Regions from separate parts of the Mus musculus genome. Here region 1 is linked to region 2. Evidence: chromatin contacts called from public HiChIP or PLAC-seq data. All regions are on one chromosome and are shown on one strand. Each heading gives the region's core, a stretch centred on a gene start, on an enhancer-like site or on the middle of the called end of the contact. The rest is flanking DNA. Distances are from core to core; before and after follow the strand shown. Region 1 overlaps Dennd1b (DENN/MADD domain containing 1B). Region 2 has its middle 53 kb from the start of Atp6v1g3.

Region 1 (3,181 bases), core at 403-2,902, 670 kb before region 2:
TTCACTATCAAACCTACTTTAAAAAATAATAATAAAAGTCATTAAGTTAGTTTTCACGTAATTAGGCACACTTCCTGTTAGAAGCAGGACTGGAAGCACTGCCCAGCAGTTTACATTCACTTTAACATGAACTATGTCACATTCACTTTGCAATAGATATTAGACTTTTGCTAATAAAATATATTAGAAAATGAAAGTAAGGTCATCTACCAACTCTCTAGAATTCATAAACCACAGATTAAAATGTTTCCTGAACTTAATCAAATTGTACATCAAATATCTAATCCAATCTACTCATTTTGAGACTCAAAGACACAAAATGGTTTGCCCAATCACTATATTTTATTATGAAGTGATAAATACTATAAATGCCATAGAAATTACCCTTAAGAAACAAACATTTTATTGATGTGATCTTTATAGATGTGATCGCTGAATTATATCCAAGGCCCTGCGGGTTTTGTGCCCTTCCTTTTGTGACTACCATATTTTTGCTGCGTTACTCATTCTGAAAACAGCTTCCTCATTTAATGAATGCAGAGCCCACACCCAGCCCTCCATTCTTTGTCTCTTTGAAACTGATGCATAAATAAAATTTCTTAATATAGTAATTCCTCACTATGTGGCATTAGTTCCAGTCTGCCCCACAGATAGCCTCGGATGCTCAAGTTTCTCCTATTAAATGGCACAGATTAGCAGTGTGCTAAGGTAATGTTGGCAATGCCATGTATCTATGTGAGAGATGCAGTGTACCATCAGGCCTAATCTAATGTCATCACAATAGTCACTGCCCTCTACTTGTGCCGGATCCTGACCTAATCAAGAGTCCCTAAGAAGGGAGTGTGAAACCTTGGTAAATTGGTCAAATTCGCTCTCACTGAGAATGAGGATCTTTGGAGACTGTAAAGGAATAAGCCAGGCAAACAAGATGATGACTACCAAGGGCAGAAGGTAAGATGCTTCAAGTGGACTGTCTGCCATGTTTCAGGCTGAACAAGTAAACCAGTATGGCTGCAACTGAAGGAACAAGAAGAAAGATGCAATAACTAAAAGATGAAATCCTAGCTGTGATCATTTCAGATGTAGTTGAAAGCACAGTATACTTAAAAGTGCTTATACTAAAGGGGCATTAAACAGGCAGTACATTTTGTTTTAGAAAGGAGCTTTGGCAGAAAAAAATACTATCTGCGAAGTCATGCAACTAGTTCTCATGCCCAGGAAGAACTTGAAATGAGCTCTCTCACAGGCCCTGTCCACAGCAGCAATGGATACAGGGCAGACTGCAGACTAACACTGTAAAGCATCTCCTAAACAGATGAGCATTGGTCATTGTCACTCGCCTTTATGATGTCCAAAAGCCCTTCCCTGTAATGCTGCAGGAAAGCCAAGCTCATGTCTAGGTTAATGCATAATAAACCCAGTGGACAGAAAGATAAAGAGCCTCTGTGCTCCGACAACAAAAGAAGCCAAAGCTTTACACATAAAGACTATTCTCTCCCTAACAAAAAGTCTCTGTTTCCTGAGATTTCTCAAAGTTACAAAGGAAAGAGGATAAAGGAAGTAAATCATTATCCCATGTGTGGGTAGAGCTAGAGTCTTTCAGTCAAGATCAAACACCACTGGCTGATACAAAATAGCATTGCTGCCAAGTCCTCTCACCAAAGCACTAGTATCTGCCAAGCCCTGGGCTACAACAGCCAGCATAGTTCAGGCTCATACTCCATATAACCCGCACTTCAACTCAACCAAGGAGATAGGAGCCAAATGAGTCACAGAGTGACTATGATGCCACCTTCTATATACTTATCAATGGGACAATGGTCATGAAAGCAGACGCAAAGAAGTGATTTCAAGTAGATTCTAAAGTTAAAACATTAAAGCAGTATGAAAATAAATCCCATATAGAGATGTATTAATGAATAATCTTCAACAAGGTGCTTTTTTTTTATGTGTATGGGTGTTTTGTGTGCATGTAACTAACATTATGTGCACCACAAGCACGCGTAGTCCCAGTGGAGATGGCAAAGGGGTACGTGAACTAGAGTTATCACTGAAGCTAAAACTGGGCGGTTCGGAAGCACACTCAGGTCCTCTGGAAGAACGATGCGTTCTGGAGCCCCAGCCATCTCCACAGCCCTTTAACAAGTGGGGGAATGTGATTGCTTGCTTGCTTGCTTGCTTGTTTTTGGATGTTTGAGACAAGGTCTCTCAATGTAGCATCCCTAAAGGATGAGCTTCTGAAAATCATGCCAGTGCAGAAGCAGACTCGGGCTGGCCAGCGGACCAGGTTCAAGACATTCATCGCTATTGGGGGCTACAATGGTCACGTTGGTCTTGGTGTTAAGTGCTCCAAGGAGGTTGCCACTGCCATCGGAGGAGCCATCACCTTGGTCAAGCTTTTCATCATCCCTGTGCAGAGAGGCTACTGGGAGAACAAGACTGGCAAGCCCCACACTGTTCCATGCAACATGACAGGCCGCTGTGGCTCTGTGCTGGTGCGTCTCATCCCTGCCCCCAGAGGCACTGGCATTGTCTCTGCTCCTGTGCTCAAGAAGCTCCTGATGATGGCCGGTATAGATGACTGACTGCTGCACATCAGTCAGAAGGCAACTTTGCTAAAACCACCTTTGATGACATCTCCAAGACCTACCTACCCGACCCCCGACCTCTGGAAAAAGACTGTTCACCAAGTCTCCTTATCAGGAATTCACTGATCATCTTGTGAAAACCCACACCAGAGTCTCTGTTCAGAGGACCCAGGCTCCAGCTGTGGCTACCACATAAGGGTTTTTATTCAAGAAAAATAAATGAATTAAGTCTTTAAAAAAAAAAAGCCAGGCTCAGCACTCTGGAGGCAGAGGCAGGCGGATTTCTGAGTCTGAGGACAGCCTGGTCTACAAAGTGAGTTCCAGGACAGCCAGAGCTATACAGAGAAACCCTGTCTCAAAAAAATATATTTTTTTTAAATAATAATAGTAAAATAATTTTTTAAAAGTAGCCAACTCATTATAAGGAATATAAAATTAAGCTAAATATTATAGAATAGTAAAAATACCTTTACTGGCATAAAGAAGAAAGATCAGAAGAATGAAGAAACAAAGAGCCACTGGACTAAAACAAACTAAAGAACCATATAGAATACATAGAACTTAAAAACAACAACATCTTTGAGTCAAACAAG
Region 2 (3,218 bases), core at 322-2,821:
TAGTGTTCAAAATAGGATTGTCCGCACAAACGAAGGAGAAAATTTTAATACTCCATCCGGCTGCAAAAACCAATCTTATCTGAGTTGTTTGAAAGGTTCACTTGGCTGATCCGGTTTGGTTTGGAGCTACTACTCACAGTTAATTTGATATTTATGTTTTGATAGGACACCACACTACTGAGTGAAATTGTTGATTACAGTTTAGCTTGGAAACATAGCTCAAATCACAATCAGAAACAGTGATGCTTTTTCCCAGTATAAGGACAAATGTATCTCAGATAAAGCCAACTACTGTGGACGGCGAATGACAACGTGGCAACTTAAGACGAAGCAAACTTCTTCCCAGCAGAAACTAGAGGAAGCGAAAATAAGACCTGAGCAGGGGCGCCATCTTACTTTGTGTTTCTGAAACAGTATTTGGGTATTAGGGAAGGAAGATACAAAGCCCAAACTGTTCACTGAGCAGCAAAACACAACTCACAGATAGCAAAGATACTTTATTTCCGCAAGCAAGCAAGCCTCAAGTCTGACTGTTTCAACCGTGGTTGCCCTCAATCCTTGCATAAAAACTGGACTCGTATATCTAGAAACGGATTTGCAGTTGTTGAGGAAAATACACACAGAAGCGTTTTTGATGAAGGCACAGCCTGTGGAATAGTTGTAATTTTAGAACTGGATATGGCAATATTTTCTGTTTCTTCATACACCGAGGAGTTGAAGGCACTGTTAATCCACTTCCGGCCACACTGAGATGGCTCTGGCGTCCCGCTTTACAGTGAGTGGCAGAGCTGATTCTGTCTCAGAACTTCCACAGCACTGCACTCACTCGTTCCCTCCTGGTGGAGTTTTGCAGGCTTGGATAAGAGACAGGAAGAAAAATAGACAGGATGGGAAATGGGCAAACGGGGCGAAAGGAAGAAACACCCCAAGGTGACTCAGGGTGTCTGCCACAGACACATGCTTTATGCAAAGTTTAAATCAAGCCTTTTAACCCATACAGTCCCAGTTCCCTACAGAATGCAAAACTGTTTGCCACTTTTGGCAACAACCTAGCTTTAATGAAGCAACTCTAAACAGACTGTTAGTAAGTAAACTGTGAATAAAAATTGCCGTCGAGTTGATAAAAATTCAGACAGGTGATTTATTATAGGAGTGACTTTGTTTTTGGTTACAACAAATCCTATACGATCCAGTTTTTAAATTTTTTTCTTATCCATGCTGGTTCACTTTGCTAATTGTTTTTTAAACATTGTTAGCTGTACAAATTTGTATTTTATAAATAACTTGCAACAAGTAATTAGCACACGTTGTAATATGATGAAAGATAGGTAACATTTTTGGTTTATGCCCTGTGGACCATTCATCTAGTCACAAGCAGCTTTCTCATTATAAATGTTCTGAGCATGACTACCCTCTGATGAAATCTGTTCCTTCCCCCTCCCTACCCCAGACTCACATTTCCGTGGATGGGAAAGCTGGCTTAAAACTGAACTATTTATGACTTAATCTACCTGCACTTTGAGCTCTTCAGGCCTTATTGGTAAGCAATCACAGTGCCTCGTGGCTCAAGCTTGGTGACAGAAATGATGAGGCTCACGCTGACAGCCCTGCCTGGCTGCTGCTGGCTGCTGCAGTGTTCCTTGCCCTTGGCAAAGAGTTCTACAAAGAGCAAGAGAGAGGGAGTACCATACACCCTGTTTGCCAGTTTGCATATTTCCCCACACTCTCACAATATAGGTAGCTGTGGGCAGAGCTTGCAGCTTTGCCATTGTTTCTGGCTTTGAACTGAGTGTTTTGTTCCAGGCCATTTTATTGGGTGGGTTCCTGTGGGCATTATTTTAAGTACTGGAGAAAGTTACTTTTTCCCCCCTCTGTTTTGGTTTTTTAATAACAACAAATCGTGAATTAATTTACTGCACAGGGAAGCTAAACAAAGGGAAACAATCCTTTGGGAATTAGCTTTGAAAGGGGCTGGCAGCCAGAAGGCAGAAAACATTTGCCACCACAGTTAGAAGAATGCTCCTTTGACCCGGTGTCACTTTCTGTCACCCAGGTTTTGTGTGCTGTGGCCTCTTGACTTTGCTGGCACAAACCTCACCCTGGCAGCCCTCATTCCTGAAGTCTTTAGTCCACTAGTGACAAAACTTCCCTTTGCAGTAAGTGTCAGGCGTAGGGAGGCCGAGCCAGAAGAGGACAGCCACTGCCAAATGAATTGTGTGCACAGACAGCTGCACACAGAGCGCTGGAGTTTGATGGGGAGGCTCTGAGCAAGCAAGCAGGCAGGCATTTGTGTATGTTATGGAACAGAGGCATAAGCTATGTCAATTTGTACCCCCCTCCCCCTCCTGCTTTTCAGAAAGTATCAGGCTCTTTGCAATTTCTCTGGACATTAACAGAATCATCATCCTTACCACCGCCGCCATCGTCATCATCACCAGCAGCAGCAGCATCAGAGTCACTGGGCATTTTAACACATGATTGTTTTTGTGCTGCTCTGGCTTCTAGAAAAGTCACTCACCTTGCCACAGCTGGAGATTGCGCAGCCCCTGGCAGCGTGTGCTGGACAGCCCTTGCTTTGTGGAATAAATGAACTAGTATCACAGCAGTAGAGAAAAAACAAACAAACAAACAAACAAACAAAAAAAACAAACCAAAAAACAAAAACCTCAATGAAATAAAATAGGTGGAAACAGCAAGAGATGATGGCACCCATTGCCCCAGCCCCCATCAGAGGTGGCAAATCTGCCACAAGTACAATTGGTGCCAACCAGTATCTGCATGGGCATCAAGTCACTTCAGCCTGGATGTGTCCTGGCTTTGCCTGGTTCTTCCTTAGTCATATAGTAGTTTTTAAATTTTTTCCATCAAAAACGGTCAATTTTCCCCTTATTGTTTTTAATAAAAATGTATTTGCTTGATTGCATAATAGAAATACTAAAAAGTTGATAATTTGAAAGGAGATTGCAATTAACATTGGTTCAGCTCTAACTATGCTTAGCTTAATTTCATGTGTGCCTGTATTGTAGAACGGTAATGAATTGAGAACAAATTCTAATGAACTGATTGCAGAAGGCTTTCCTAGCACAGCAGGGCACCGGGGAAATGTGTCAATATGAAACAGGGGAAGATCATGTTCTTTTTCTTTCTTTCTTCCCTTCCTTGATCTACCTTTCTTCTTCACTGACACATTTGTGGGAAAAAAATTCACTCTGAACATT

The links. HiChIP or PLAC-seq counts read pairs in DNA pulled down with a chosen protein or histone mark.
Region 1: a contact with region 2 is called in an H3K27ac HiChIP or PLAC-seq map of stem cell-derived neural progenitor cells, with 5 times the contacts expected there. The contact joins two enhancer-like sites. A contact is called at or near these places in 1 of 39 promoter capture datasets (the SN4741 cell line), 1 of 484 Hi-C or Micro-C datasets (adipose-derived mesenchymal stem cells) and 1 of 115 datasets of contacts at active chromatin or transcription factors (stem cell-derived neural progenitor cells).

What each region holds. Positions count from the first base shown.
Region 1 is chr1:138,991,057-138,994,237 of GRCm38.p6, reverse strand. The region is part of intron 2 of Dennd1b (DENN/MADD domain containing 1B); the gene reads right to left. It also overlaps the pseudogene Gm16305. Among named protein-coding and RNA genes, the nearest start is that of 4930596I21Rik, 15 kb to the right of the region's middle. Within about 2 kb of position 1,652, at least 50 of the 459 cell types and tissues checked have an H3K27ac peak or open chromatin away from gene starts, as enhancers often do. A contact at or near this core is called in stem cell-derived neural progenitor cells, where this site is marked.
Region 2 is chr1:138,325,219-138,328,436 of GRCm38.p6, reverse strand. No RefSeq gene overlaps it. Among named protein-coding and RNA genes, the nearest start is that of Atp6v1g3, 53 kb to the right of the region's middle. Within about 2 kb of position 1,571, at least 42 of the 459 cell types and tissues checked have an H3K27ac peak or open chromatin away from gene starts, as enhancers often do. A contact at or near this core is called in stem cell-derived neural progenitor cells, where this site is marked.